Regions from separate parts of the Ovis aries genome. Here region 1 is linked to region 2. The links are chromatin contacts, called in public Hi-C maps. All regions are on one chromosome and are shown on one strand. The core of a region is the stretch at or near the end of the contact, and the rest is flanking DNA. Distances in the headings are between cores, read along the strand shown. Region 1 has its middle 14 kb from the start of POLR2B. Region 2 has its middle 64 kb from the start of REST.

Evidence for each region. Hi-C and Micro-C count contacts between places; a contact is called where the count stands out from the background.
Region 1: a contact with region 2 is called in a Hi-C map of tail adipose tissue, with 2.7 times the contacts expected there. The contact joins two enhancer-like sites. A contact is called at or near these places in 2 of 16 Hi-C or Micro-C datasets (muscle and tail adipose tissue).

What each region holds. Positions count from the first base shown.
Region 1 is chr6:73,081,820-73,084,519 of ARS-UI_Ramb_v3.0, forward strand. No RefSeq gene overlaps it. Among named protein-coding and RNA genes, the nearest start is that of POLR2B, 14 kb to the right of the region's middle. Within about 2 kb of position 1,387, at least 3 of the 54 cell types and tissues checked have an H3K27ac peak or open chromatin away from gene starts, as enhancers often do. A contact at or near this core is called in tail adipose tissue, where this site is marked.
Region 2 is chr6:72,845,570-72,848,269 of ARS-UI_Ramb_v3.0, forward strand. No RefSeq gene overlaps it. Among named protein-coding and RNA genes, the nearest start is that of REST, 64 kb to the right of the region's middle. Within about 2 kb of position 1,367, at least 4 of the 54 cell types and tissues checked have an H3K27ac peak or open chromatin away from gene starts, as enhancers often do. A contact at or near this core is called in tail adipose tissue, where this site is marked.

The sequences.
Region 1 (2,700 bases), core at 137-2,636, 240 kb after region 2:
AGACATGACTGAAGTGACTTAGCACACATGCATGTATGTATGAAAATCCATAGAACTACGTTGAAAGGGGAAAAGTCAGTTTCACTGTATAAAGGTGCTGGAAGCTTGTGTTTGAATTTTGAATCACATCTCTCATTAGTTATGTGACCCTGGCTAGTTACTTTTGCCTCAGTTCCATCTCTAAATACAGATAATAGTATATACCTCCTGCATGGGGTTATTCTAAGGACTCAGTTAAGATATATATATATATATATATATATAAAATGCCTAAAACTGCCTGGCTCACTGTCCTAAATAAGGGCCGCATGTGTGCTCAGTTCCTACAGTAATGTCCGACTGCGACCTAATGGGCCATAGCCCTCCAGGCTCCTCTGTCCATGGGATTCTCCAGGCAAGAATACTGGAGTGGGTTGCCATTCCCTCTTCCAGGGGATCTTCCCAACAAAGGGATCAAACCTGAGTCTCATATGTCTCCTCCTTTGGCAGGTGGGTTCTTTACCACTAGCAGCACCTGGGAAGTCATCATATGATCATAGCAGCAATGAATACTCTCATATACTACTGCCTTTAGGCAGGACTGGAAGAAACCCTAGAAAAGTGTCAATGCTAAGTCAGCTTTCCATTTTTTAGAGAAGGGAAAAATCAACCCCTCAGAAAAGTCCCTTTGTTCTCCTAATTCATTCATACATTGAATCCATACAGCTATTTTCTGGAGACTTAGTGAAAAGTTAGAAAGGAACTTTGGCTGTCTCACATGTCCAAAATCCCCTGATAATGTGGTCTCTACTCCACATTAAGAAACAGATAATGTGTCTTTCTGTGGCCTCAGTTTTCTCAGATCTACCAATGCTGGCCAGAGGTACTCAGTGTCTGTGATTAAGCATCATACCTATTGTACCTACCAGTGAGAATATTAAGACCAAAGAAATATTTCCACTAGGTTTATTACTCAGAAGGCAAATTCTGAGAATGACATGAGAAACAAAGGGAAGCTTCTGAAAAACAGGAACCTGAAGCTCCAAGCCGTAGTTAGGTATTTGCTCTAAAACTCTAGAACTTAGGAATTTTCAGATCATGAAACTCTTGTACTAAATGAGAGAATACCTATGGTCTTTGACATGATGGGGAAAAGTGAAGCATCATTCATACATGATGTTAAATTAATCTTAAGCCATTCCCACCCACTACAGGGCATCAGTGAGACAGACAACAGAACAAAGATTAAGAGCAGGCAGAGGTGCTATCTGTTGGATTCACATGAGTCTGAAGTCTTGTTTTTCTTGTTTAAGCATTACTCTGACATTTGAGAGAAAACAATCCCTCGGGGAGGAGGAGAGGAGCCAAGAGAAAATGGAGCAGTCTGAGAAAGAATGGAAGTGATTCTGTTGCTCCACAAGACACAGCCAGGTGGGAGGGAAGCCAGGGTGAATGATCAGAGGCTGTCTACAAAACAGCTCGCCTCAGCTGGAGCATGAGGCAATAAGAGGTCTGTCATGTCTGGCATCCCTGGAGCTCCAAGTTAGTCATCTGCAGGAAACCAGCCTTGATTTCCATTTTGCAGAGAGAGGGATCAAGAAGCACAAGCACACGGGATTGCGTCTGTTCTCTTCTCCGTTGTCATGGCAAGTGTTGCGAGAGAGAGAGACAAATTAGACACTGGGGAACTACAAAAAGCCCCAATGATTGGTAGAACTTGCTGTTTATGGTGATTAGAAATAGAAAATACATTAAACTTCACTGAAACTTTGAAGAAAATGCTGCTATTTTAAAAGGGGAGAAAAAGAAGATGGAACTTCAACCCCTATTCTGTGGACATGAGAGGCTGTTCTGACACCTTGCTGTTAACTTCTCTTTCCTGATTTCCTGTATGCTGCCATGGTATAAATGATTAATGCTGGAAGGGTACTCTTCATACTGAGACCAGTAGATTAAGAAGTATTAGTAAACTGACATACTCAGAAACCAACACAGTAAGAGAACTTTATTAATAGCAAATCCACTGTGGATCAGTTGGATAGACCAGCAGTGATCTGGGCTGCACTAGGTCGGCAGAATGTGATGTAAATTAATAACAAAACCTAGCACCAGTCTCTACTGTCTATGCTCAGAGGGGTTTTTTCATCTGAGGTCTTGTAACCACCCTTTCTTGGCTTCCCTGCCTGTTTTTGCTGAGAATCCTATAAAGTTAGGACTCAGAAATATATAGTGTAGTTCCCTCATTTTATAGATGAGAAAATGAAGACCCAAAGAGATTAAAACCAGGGAAACTGAAACTTACTTAGTAAATTGCACTGTTTAAAACTGCTCGCAAAGTACCTTAGAACATTTTTAGATATGCCTTAGTGAAAATATAACCGTTGAATTTTAAAGGGAAGAGAAACCTGAGTATAAACTCTGAACGTTTAAAAATGGAATCTCTGCTAGTTGAGATGTCTGAAAGCCTAAAGAAAAGATGAGGGAGAAATATTCAGCTTTCTAGAATACATAACTTTTCAGGGTAAATGCATCATCAGTTTTCGGGTTCTATATTTTTCCATAAATGCAGGTTTACCATATTTTATTCTTTTTAATCTAAAGATTTCAGGCCTAAGCTCCAAACTGCAAACAGTACACAAATACAGTGGTCACAGTTTTAAGTTATGAAATTTACAGTATTTCATTTTCTCCAAAATAAACTAGAAATCAGCTACCATTTTC
Region 2 (2,700 bases), core at 117-2,616:
CAGTTTTCAAGGCGGAGAAGGCAATGGCACCCACTCCAGTACTCTTGCCTGGAAAATCCCATGGAGCCTGGTAGGCTGCAGTCCATGGAGTTGCTAAGAGTCGGACACGACTGCGCGACTTCACTTTCACTTTTCACTTTCATGCATTGGAGAAGGAAATGGCAACCCACTCCAGTGTTCTTGCCTGGAGAATCCCAGGGACGGGGAGCCTGGTGGGCTGCCGTCTATGGGGTCGCACAGAGTCGGACACGACTGAAGCGACTTAGCAGCAGTTTTCAAAGGGCTCTCGTTCTATTTTCACAGCAATCTATAAAGTAGACATTGCTGCCCCAGTTTGTGTTAACTTTTTAGAGATAATATTATTGAGCTTATTGTGATCCAGGCACTATACACGAATGATCTTATGTACTCCCCTTATCAATTTTGTGTGATCTGTGCATATTGCCTGTATTGTTATTCCATTTACAGATGAGAAAACTAAGGCTTAGAGAATTTAAGAAACATGCCCAAATCCCAACAGCTAATCAGGGTCCAAACCCAGGGAGGCAGTGATCACTAACACAAACCTTATCTCCCTTCTCCTCCTCCCCCTCCTCCTTCATCTTCATTATCAAACCATTGCGATCATGTGCCAGGCATTTTCCTAGCTATTATATAATTTAATCCTCGTGACAACTCTTTTTTTTATTTTCAAAACTCTTATCAGTTAAGTATAATTACTATTCCCATTTCTTAGATGAGGCAATCTAGGCACAGAGCAGTTTAAAAAGTTATCCAAGATCATAAGCTAGGGAAAGCATAGCCAGAATCAGAATCCAGAGAATTTGTGGGTTTGCTCTAGTATTTTTAAAGATTTAGATAAAATTTGCTTCTCTGAAATCTGTGAAGTGAATCTTCTCTTCCTCATATCTTACTCTTTGTTTTCCAGATTTATTAGGTAGCATTGACATATAGCATTGTGCAAGTTTAAGTATACAATACAATGATTTGATACACACAGAGTATGTGAAAGGATTACCACAATAAAGTTAGTTAACATATCTATCACCTCATGTAATCACAAATAATATGTGTGATGAGAACATTTAAAATTTATTCTCTTAGCAACTTTCAAGTACAAAATACAGTATTGTTAATTATAGTCACCATGCTGTACATTAGATCCCCAGAACTTGTTCATCTTAAATATAACTGGAACTTTGTACCCTATGACCAATATTTCCTGATTTCCACACAGCACCTGGCAGCATTCAAACTTTTTCTCTATTTCTATGAGGTTTTTTTTTTAAGATTCCACATGTAAGTGAGATCATGTAGCCTGTCTTTCTCTGATTTATTTCACTCACCACAGTGCCCTCAGGGGAACCCAGGGAGTATTATTCCAGGCCCCATGCTCTCAACTAGTTCAACTAGTATGCAGTTTGAGAAACAGTTCATTTTGTTCCCATTACAAAATCAACACATATTTAGAAAAGCAGAAAGAAAAAAATCACTGTCTCCCCAAAAATATTCTGTCTCTCAAACATAATCAAAATTAATATTTGCTTCCTTACTTCTAGCTATAATTTTAAGCTACTTTGATTTTAATATAAGTGTGATCATATTATAAAAAACCATTTTGTATTGTTTCTTTTATTTAACATTTTAATACAGGCATTTTTTATATCACCCAACTATTCATAATTGTTACTGTGAATAGGTCCTTTACTGACATTATAACTTGTGGACAGTAATGCCTATAATGGATCAGGTATTGGTGTAGGGAATTTCCATGTATTTATTCTTTTAATCTCTACAACATACCACATAGGATGGAGAGCATTTTTAGCCCTATTTTATTGAGGAAACTGTAAATGACAGAGCCCAGATACGAATCTCCACAGTTGCCTGGTTCACAAGATGAGGAAAGAAAGCCAGAGAGGGATAATTTGCCCAAGACCACAACACCGATAAGTACTGAAGCAGTTTGCCACAGATTTTTTCACTGTAACCTTAAGATCTCATTTGCGCGCTAAGCTCTAGAGCTGCCTTTTCTAAAACTGTAGCCACTGTCCTGTGGCTACTGAACACTTGAAATGTGACTGGTGCGATGTGAGATGTGCTGTAAGGGTGAAATACACACTGGATTTCAAACACTAACCTAACGAATGAGTATAAAGTATTTCAATGATTTTTATATGGGTTACACATTAAAATTATAACAGTTTGTATTTACTGAGTTCAATGACACTATATAATGACAATTAATTTCACGTTTCTTTTCATGTTTTTAAATGTGGCTACAAGAAATTTCAAAATACACGTGGTGTGCATTGTATTTCTCTTGCTTAGTGCTGCCATCGGAGAAGGCAATGGCACCCCACTCCAGTACTTTTGCCCAGAAAATCCCATGGATGGAGGAGCCTGGTAGGCTGCAGTCCATGGGGTCGCAAAGAGTCGGACACGATTGAGCGACTTCACTTTCACTTTTCACTTTCATGCATTGGAGAAGGAAATGGCAACCCACTCCAGTGTCCTTGCCTGGAGAATCCCAGGGACGGGAGAGCCTGGTGGGCTGCCGTCTACGGGGTCGCACAGAGTCGGACACGACTGAAGCGACTTAGCAGCAGCAGCAGTGCTGCCGTAGATCAGCACCTCTTAAATCTTAATGTGCAGATGAATCACTCGGGGATCTGAATTAAAATGCAGCTTCTGATACAG